Linked DNA regions of Mus musculus: regions 2 and 3 are each linked to region 1. A link is a contact called in public promoter capture Hi-C data. All regions are on one chromosome and are shown on one strand. Each heading gives the region's core, a stretch centred on a gene start, on an enhancer-like site or on the middle of the called end of the contact. The rest is flanking DNA. Distances are from core to core; before and after follow the strand shown.

Region 1 (2,982 bases), core at 272-2,771:
TTCTGCTTTTCAGCACTGCTTTTTATATTGAAATTAAAAGTCCTTACTCCTTATCTGTTTCCATTTTCGTGCATATGAGAGTACTCAAGCTTGCAGATGTGTGAGCACTCGTGAACGTGGAGCCAAGAGGTTGATCTCAGTAACCAACCTCAATCCCTCTTCCCACTTTCTTCGAGGCAGGGTCTCTGAATCAAGCCTTAAGTTCCCAAGTGTGTTCTACTCGGCAGACGTCTCTGGAGGCTTTAGGAACGCAGACACTTTGGAATCTCGAGGGAAACATGAATTTCCAGGTCTCGAGTTCTAACCATACAGTGCATCGCTCCTCTTGCACTGCAGTGTGCCAATGCCATACACTCACCTGCGGCTTTAGTTCCTCTGCTGGGACTAGCGAGTCTTTCCTGTGCAGCTGAGCTGCCAGTGTGAGACCCCAACTTACAGAGCATTTCTCCCTGGAAGGTAAAGAAAGCCCCTGGACGTTCCCCAAGCTTGCTTTCCCTGATCTCTAAAAATACAGCCAGAAAGAAGCTCTTTGTTCTCTATAGCCAGCAAAAAGCCTTTTTGTTTCTATACTTTACAACCAGAGATGCCTGCCTTCCTGTGCTGAGGACACGGAGATAAAAATTCAGAAAGAACTCACTACCCACTCCTGCCTTGTAAATTTCACCAAGGACACAGAAAAGAGAAGAACTCTCTTCCCAACTCCTCCCAACTCTTCCCAACTCTCCTCCCAACTCCTCCCAATTCCTCAGCTAGCTGTTAAAAGCCCCCTACTGCCACTGCTTGGGGTCGAACTCCCCTGCCCGGCACCGTCCTCAGCTAGCTGATAATAAAACCTCTTGCAGTTTGCATCAGGTGTGGTTTTCTCTCGGGTCACTGGGGTGCTGGCCAGCTCATCCCGGGACTTGAGCGGAGGCCTAGCTTCGGGGGTCTTACACCAGGAGGGGAGAGGAAGCAACCGAGAACCTTAGTGACTTCAGAGGACTAACTTGGCAGAGCACCTTGTCCAGGGACTGCTCTAGAGAGCCCAATGGAGGATTGTCAGAACCCTAGTGACAAGATCTGGAACGCAGATGGCTTCCGAACCCACTAGAGCGGGTGGCTTACCGTGCAGCAATGACTCCGTGTCCCGCAGCTCCCGCTCCTTCTCGCTCAGCAGTCGGGCGGCCGCGGCCAGCTGGGGGTACCCAGCGTCCAGACCACCGGCCTCCGAGCCCACGCGGCGCTCCAGGAAGGCCCGCAGGGGCCCGCCGCGGGCGAGGAGCTCCTCGGAAGGCGGCGGCGTGCGGCTGAAGGCGCGGCGGGCCCACAGGCGCCGGGCACCGCTCAGAAACCCGCTCCGCATCCTGGCTGGGCCGCCCACCTAGCAGAAAATATACAAACACTCTAGGAAGGTCTCCGATCCAGAAATGTTCTGCCGGAAATGTTACGAGAACTTCCGGCAAAGCGTAGTACAGCCTGGAGGTCCTCTAAAGTCAAAAGGCAAGCGGGCAGGGAGGTCTGGACGCGTTTGCCCCGCCTCCAACCCGAGCGCCGAAGTCTCCGCCCTACCCCAGGGGAGGGGCTCCGGATTCTCAGCTCCTCCTCCAAATGGGACAGGTCTGGGGCCTCAGCCCGCCCCCCTCAGGGCGGAGCTCCACCGTCTCAGCCCCGCCTCCACGGGGGCGTGGAAACCACCCACGCCTGACTCCCACTTCTAGTGGGCGAGCTCTGCTGCCTAGGCGTGACCTTGAGATAGCGAGTGCCTCCAATGCCTCAGCCCCGCCTTGAGACAGAACTTCACCTCCTCAGACCGGCCTCTAGGGAAGAGCTCCAATGCCTCAGCTCCGCTTCCTCGGCCCCGCCCTCCAAAGGAAACTCCAAAAGCGCGGCTCCGCCTCCTCAGCCCTGTTCTCTAGGGAAGGAGCTTTAACGCCTCAGTCCCGCCTTCTCGGGTCGGCTCCTGGAGGAAGCGCTTCCTCCGCCTCGTCTCTCAGGGTGGAGCTCCACCTAGTTCCGCCTACAGGCTGAACTCAGAAGCCTCACCTCCAGACCAACTCTGAAGCCTCGACTCCGCCCTCAGGCCGAGTTTGGCTGCTCCCCAAGACCTGTTCCCCAGCGAGCCAGGCTGGAGTGAACAGCAGGTGTCTGCAGTCTGAAGGTGAAGGTTTGCTTCTCAAGGCTGTGAGACTTAAGGATAGTCAAGCGACCAGCAGGCACAGAGTCCACAGCCACAGAAGTCATCTATCTCCAGTCTCTAAGGCTTAATTATAGGGTGGTCATCTGACATAGGTTCCTTTCAAGGACAGGCATATCCTACTAAACCTCCCAGGGACGCTACAAAATCTGTTTTCCTATCGTCACCCACCACACCAAGCACTAGGTTTCTCCGTTTCCTGCCTCACATTCTGATTCACTCAATCCGACTCTCCATTGCTCTCTCACTTTCTTGCTGTTGCTCCCTCCTCCTCCATATCCAAGTTAAAACTAACAAACTACAACACAATGAAGCATTTTAAAACTTTCCTCATTCTGCTCTGAAGTTGTAACTCTCGGGGAGTACTTGCTTACCTTGCTCAAGGCTGTCTGCAGCCCTGCAATTAAAAAAAGAAAGAGAGAAAAATCAAAGGCCTCCCTCTAGTGGACATCCACCCTCCTGACTACTAACTTATGTATTTGCAATTCAAAAGACTTAACCACTGCCTACCAGAGAAGTGGGTAACAGGATGTGAATAAACCAGACAAGCCACTCCTGAGGATGCAGAATTTGAAGCTTAGTCTACTTGCGAATTCTACTGGATTACTAGCTGTTTTTTGGACCATGGTGGTTCACTGCTGATCAAACTGTTCTCTGTTTAGAATCAAATGGGTACTCTTACCATTAACACTAATCAAAATTACTAATTTCAAGATTATATAAAATGAATTTTGCATCCTATCTAATCAATCCTTAGCATCACATACAAGGGCACTGGCATGAAGAAATGAAGCGGCTCTTCAAGTGAT
Region 2 (2,982 bases), core at 229-2,728, 230 kb before region 1:
CGCCAGTCCTGCACAGACAAAACCAGAGTCCTCCCTTCCCCTCCCAGATCAGTCTGAATAGATCTTACCAAGCTAGGCATCCTTCAGTATAATTTACTTGACATTAAGTAGCCTTTGGTTATATAAAACATATACGTGAGGTATCTAGAGCAACTGAGGAACCCTACCTTTGCTTAGACAGGTGGGGAATGTCTCGATACACGTGTCTCTAGACACAGCAAGTTTTCATGAGGTACTGTCTTTGCATACATTGTCAGCAGGACTAGACCTCAAAGGGCACCATTGAAACTCAAGCCCTCTTTTCTTTCAGGAGCAGTGGTGTGATTATTTACTGGAGAGCATAGAAATAGACATTGGCCAAAATATCATAAAAATGTGTCCTTCTGTTTGCTCAAGCGATGCAAGTTTTCTGTAATTGCTTCATTTTCTTTGAGAGGGACAGCTGTGTATATTCTAATCTCTGGCTAATTTGTAGTTAACTTAAATCTATGAAAATTGATTTTTTTTAAAAAAAATGAGCAGAAATCACCACAGTTTTGGAGAATTAGGACTGCCAAGTGACTGGTCAGGTTGCCTTTACCCCACCCTTCTCAGGAATTTGTCAACAGACTTCTGAAGGGTGACAGTTACCTCAGCTGACAACACTTCAGCACCCCAGAGTTCTTGCAAGGGTTCTCAAGAGTGCACACTACAGATTCCCAGCCTAGAGATGAATTTTACTGGGTGGAAGTGACATTTGGCATCTCCTTTCCCTACTTTCAATGTCTCCCGATGCACAAAGGATCTACCCTGTCATGACCAAGGTAGGAAGGGCATTCACTATAATTTTCCCAAGCCACAGGATCACAGCATCCCTGGCCAAGCACTAAACTAAACATCCCTGGCCAAGCACTAAAACACTGCTGTAATCTCACATTCCCATTCCCCCCACTTGTGCACATAGAAATGATCTTGATTTCCCACATTTGAGTCCCAAAGAAAAAGGTAACAAAATACCAAAAAAAAACACATTTAAATATGTATGAATAAATGGAATGGATACACATTTCAAAATTAATACACCAGATACAGGGAGATATTACCTAGGAATTTTATTGTCTGTAATTTATAAACAAAAAATATTAGGTAAAGAGTGAAACTGAATATGGGCTTCTGAAAATCCCTCTCTGACTGCATGACATGGTTTTCAACATCAGAACACCATCTATAGCAGAACAGCATTGCACTCAGGTGAAGCTAAGTGCAGCAGCCAGGGTCTTGCTTTCTGCCTCTGCATGTAGATAGAGAACCCAGACTTAAGAAAATGCCCCTTGTCCCCAGACAGCTTTGGATGTGGCTGGAAAGAGGGCACTTAGCAACGAGGGAGGAAATGACGGGAAGGAAATAGTTTTGTGTCTGAGAGCCATGTGGAATTCCAAGATAAGAAAAACAGTTGCTAATTCGAGTATAAAAGCAGGAAACATGATACACTTACTTCCTTTTATGTAAACACAAGTATACGTGGGGTTGCGTGAAAATTATTTTTCTCTTGCTCAACCACAAAGGCATAGAATCAAACTGCTGGTTGTGGACACACTGGCTTCTTTTTCTTGTGGACATTATGGCTAATAACACCACGAGCTTAGGGAGTCCTTGGCCAGAAAACTTTTGGGGTAAGCAACCTTTGCCTTCACTGCTTTTAACTTAAGATGCACAGAAATTCTCTGCATGATTTATTACAACACTGGGAATCTCTAAGACAGTTTGCTTGCCATAACTATCTGGTGATGGTTTTTATGAATTTACTTCAAGAAATATACTGATAAAATGTCATCAGGATAAGCTACAGAAACATTAAAGACTAATCAGGCATATACAGCTTGGCTGGCATTTGCAAAACTGTTTAGAAAATGAGATTTTCTTTAAAGTGAAAATTTAAAAAAACAAATACGAAGTAGACATCATTGTTAAAAGAATATAACATGTGGGTTTTGTTGGAATGTTACATTTTATTTATCTGAAGGTGATGGTGTTAAAGACAAGTTCTACTGCTCCTTTCTCTTGGCATGTAGATATAGTTCGGTGAAAACCAAGAGGGTGCAACTGTATTGCTAAATATTTTATTTCATGAAGCCAAGGTATTCTGCAGAGGGTTTTGAAGTCTGTGTTTTTGTCAATGTTATTCTTTTTTAATTTTCAATGTGATTTTAAGCAACAAACCTATTGGTGGATGGCTTTAGAGTGTGTTGACACAGACAATGTGGAATTAAAATGAAATTATGGATCTATAAGAGAGGAAGCAGAAATAGCATATACTATTGCAATGCAAGCCTGTTCCAAAAAGAAGAGAAACAACACCTAAGCTTGCTTTGGCTGAGGCTACTCAGCTCGAGGTCTCAGAGCAGGGAGGGAGGCGCTGAGGTCAAAATCAGCATCCACTCCAGACCAGATTTAGGAGGCAGGCGCTGGGATGTGCAAAGAGATTGCCATGTCTCTGCGGTTTGAAGAAATGTATAAGTAAGGGGAACGGTTTAAGTTAGAACCAGAAGGAACTTGAAAGGAAAACTGGAGTTTACTAAGAGATCTATACCCCATATTATGTGAAGGGTGGATAAATTTGTAATCTCAGAAAACTGTATCAGGCTCCCTGCTGTGCCTAGAAGCAGGGCTCTGGAAACCATCTAGTAAATACTGAGCAGTTATGGCAACCTGGCCCTGGCGATCTATTACCACAGGTATTTGCATGAAGAGAATTAACTAGTTCATTGATTTTTTTTATTAATTAATGTGCTTTCTTCAAGCTTTAAGAGATTTAGCATAATAAGCTTAGTGAAAAAATATGCTATTTCTGTCTCAAATAAGTCTCCAGCCAAGAGAAAGGTAACTTTGAATTCTGAATGGGTCAATGGTGTATTTGTGAAAGTATCATTTGCTGTCCCCATTTCTATTAAATGAGGACAACAACTAGGGAGCACCTAAGGAAACTGATCATCACAAAACAAT
Region 3 (2,982 bases), core at 232-2,731, 180 kb before region 1:
CTCCAGGATGGAGTTCTTCGTGATCCCTAACCTATTTATTTCCTGGTGCTTCTTTTCAATGAAGTTGTTTCACCGAGGGTTTTGGTGACAATGATCTCAGGATAAAAAAAGAAGATCCATATGAAAACTATTTTAACCTCTAGTTTGTAACAACTAGCTTAAAAAAAAAAAAAAAGATTTCCTGGAATTAAGCCACAGGAACTCTGGCTTAAGTCAGACCTGTCAGCTGGACAACAAAATTCCAGACATTTTGAAATTTAATTCATTTAATTTTTCTTGTAAATGGATTAGAAAATATGATTAAGCTCTAGCAAGATAATTCTCACTGCATTGGCCGGCCCTCAGTGCAACAAAGAGAGACTAAAATCTTAGAGGACAATAAAGTAAAGAAAATTGAGAGCTATATATCCCTAAGGATATACGTAATAAAACACACACACACACACACACACACACACACACCAGGACTTTTAAATGAATGGACATTGCCTTTGTTTTCCATGACACTCTTAGGATAGCTGCATTTTGACATTAAGTCCCAATTAAATGTATGTCAGGCTACTTTGAGGTTAAAATCAACAAAAAAAAATTAAGCATTCATCACAGTACTCTACAAAGGTCTTTTCCCTGATCCTTTGAAATCACATTTATGTAAAGCGACTGAGTTGGAGATTCTGAAGTAGGGTGAGTTTTGAGGGCAAACAAAGTGATTCAACATTATGCAAAGACATAAAATGAGGAGAATGCCTTTGAAGAGAAAGAGAGATTCAGTCCCTGGAGTATACAGTCTGATCATTATTTATTTTTGGAATATTTGATATAGTGGGCAAAGAGAAGGAGTGGGAATTATGATATTTTAAACAAAGTGTAGAAGAGTGCTAGTGCCATGGCTTACACAACAGCGTGTATACTATAGCATCTTAGACACATAATGGAACCCCTCTCCCCGAGGATTAGACTCAACATAAAAGAAGTGTAATAATAGAAAGATGCAAAATCATTTATGACTGCTTTTTAAATTAGAGTAGGTTTCTAGAAAACTTTAATTCAGATATGCATAAGCAGCATAAAGTTTTTTAAAAGGCATTAAAGCAATTGACACTTTGTAGAAACGAGGAATTATACTCTAAGCACAACACAAGTTTTCTGCATTTGTTCCTGAAGAAAGTCCTTATTTTCTAAGGTACTCCTAGGCCCTGTCTATAACATTATAATCATCTTCTAGTTCATCACAGCTAAGTAAAGATTAAAGCATTGCACATCCAGCTAAGTACTTTTCTTTTTTTAAAAAAGAGTTCATTTCCTCTCTCTTGAACTTGTTTGCTATAAATGTATATAAATCAGGCATGATGACAATTTAATAAGAACTTCAAGACCTGTTCATCCCATGGGATCACTACTGTGACGTCTTTCGGGGAGCCTTCTGATTGCTCAGCCCGAAGCACAAGCCCTATAAAATGAGAGACTTTGAGATGCTGGTCAGCTTGGACAGCAGAGCACTAGCCAGCTACAGCCAACCGTTCCCCAGGAACCGGGAACAGACTGGTGGAGCCTTCCCTAGAGCAGAACTTCAGCACCCTAGACAGCTGCCACGAAGCCGGAAAGGCAGCCCTGCCTGAAGGAAACAGCCAAGGGTAAGCAAAATCTTCCACTTCTTCCTCTCCTCTCTGTCACTGGGACTTTGAATAGGAGTTTGTGAAAATTTCTCTCTTAAAAAGAATTTTACAGTGTTCGTCTTTTTGCAATAGCCAAATACAATAATCATGACAAGTCACTGAATAAAGATAGAAATGCCTCAATTTCTCTCTTATGACCCCATCTGCTTAGAGGATTCTTAGTCCTGCTTAATCCTTCATTAAGTATTGCCTTTTAAAAAATAAAGTAAGACGAGTTTGCTTGTGGGGGGGGTTTTGAGCAAAGTGTTCAGCTTGATGCATTTGTTTTGGGGGTTTTCAATCTGCGTTTAAAGAGCTTTTCTTTCTGTTTCTAAACAGATCGAGCCTAGAAAGCACTCACTTTCTTTATCATTTAATTTTTAAGTGCTATGACTTTTGTAGGTACCAAGAGGTAAAACCCTTGAAGATCTCTGTGCTAGCTCGACAGTGTTTACAAATAGGACATGTGAATAGATCGAATGCAGGATGCATGGGCTCTACAGATAAAGGCATATAAATCGATTTCCTGGAAAAACTTGTTCCAGTGCCAAGTGACTCTGAGGGCATTAAGTTTTATCCTTGAATAAATTTGCTTGGGCCTTGGTTTAAAGAAATAACTTATCAGTGGTTTCTATAACAAATACAGAGAAAATAAGAATTTCAATGTAATATGTATACAAGATTTTTGCCTTAATGATACAAATCTATACTTTATATACATATATGTACTATGAACATGCAAACTCTAAAATACAATTGGCTAGAAGGAAAATTAATTAGGTAATACCCCAGTTTTACATCAATCAGATATTATAGCTTTAAGGGGGGAACCCAACAAATTCCTTGTGGCTGTTTCCTTCAACAGAAAAGACATTATGCTATGACGACTCTGTTATCAAAACACAGAGCCTAAAGTTATCTGCCTCCAGCACAACAGAAGCATGGCCCTGGATAGACACTAAAATTAATTGAGTGCCCGCAGAGGGAAAGACAAAAGGGAGCTGAGCCGGTGTTCAAATGCCTTTATCCTGGGGATGGATTCCATTTCCAAACCAGTGCTAGAAAACTAGCGTTATTTTACAAAGTAATCTTATGTCAGTAAGTCTGACTCTTTCCTGAAGAGAAATGACCATTTTCAACTTGGCAAGAGCCCCTGGTGGGGTTGCTAGACCCTCTGAAATGTTGCCAAGTGTGGCTGGGAGAGCCAGCATCCTTTCTCTTTTCAGAGGCACCGAGATGGAAGCCAGAAGCAAGCCTCAGTTCCTGGCATTCCTGATACTCTTCAGTGTGCTGTTCTCTCAGTCGCTGGCCTGGCCTCTCTTTGGAC

Evidence for each region. Promoter capture Hi-C pulls out the DNA fragments that hold promoters and counts their contacts.
Region 2: a promoter capture Hi-C map of hematopoietic stem and progenitor cells shows a contact between it and region 1. The contact joins the promoter of Myct1 here to the promoter of Mtrf1l in region 1. A contact is called at or near these places in 21 of 39 promoter capture datasets (the 3T3-L1 cell line, 3T3-L1-derived adipocytes, the C10 cell line and 14 more), 1 of 15 datasets of contacts at CTCF or cohesin (pro-B cells), 32 of 484 Hi-C or Micro-C datasets (the AML12 cell line, CD4 T cells, CD8 T cells and 19 more), 10 of 115 datasets of contacts at active chromatin or transcription factors (the 230-238 cell line, bone marrow-derived macrophages, embryonic stem cells and 4 more) and 3 of 9 other capture datasets (adipose tissue, liver and macrophages).
Region 3: a contact with region 1 is called in a promoter capture Hi-C map of hematopoietic stem and progenitor cells. The contact joins the promoter of Vip here to the promoter of Mtrf1l in region 1. A contact is called at or near these places in 22 of 39 promoter capture datasets (the 3T3-L1 cell line, 3T3-L1-derived adipocytes, the C10 cell line and 15 more), 1 of 115 datasets of contacts at active chromatin or transcription factors (epiblast stem cells) and 3 of 9 other capture datasets (adipose tissue, embryonic stem cells and liver).

What each region holds. Positions count from the first base shown.
Region 1 is chr10:5,822,422-5,825,403 of GRCm38.p6, forward strand. Mtrf1l (mitochondrial translational release factor 1-like) reads right to left here and starts at 1,522. Exons shown (of 7, transcript NM_175374.3): 1 at 1,105-1,522. The coding sequence starts at 1,342.
Region 2 is chr10:5,592,250-5,595,231 of GRCm38.p6, forward strand. Myct1 (myc target 1) reads left to right here and starts at 1,479. Exons shown (of 2, transcript NM_026793.2): 1 at 1,479-1,652. The coding sequence starts at 1,601.
Region 3 is chr10:5,637,737-5,640,718 of GRCm38.p6, forward strand. Vip (vasoactive intestinal polypeptide) reads left to right here and starts at 1,482. Exons shown (of 7, transcript NM_011702.3): 1 at 1,482-1,634; 2 at 2,882-2,982. The coding sequence starts at 2,892.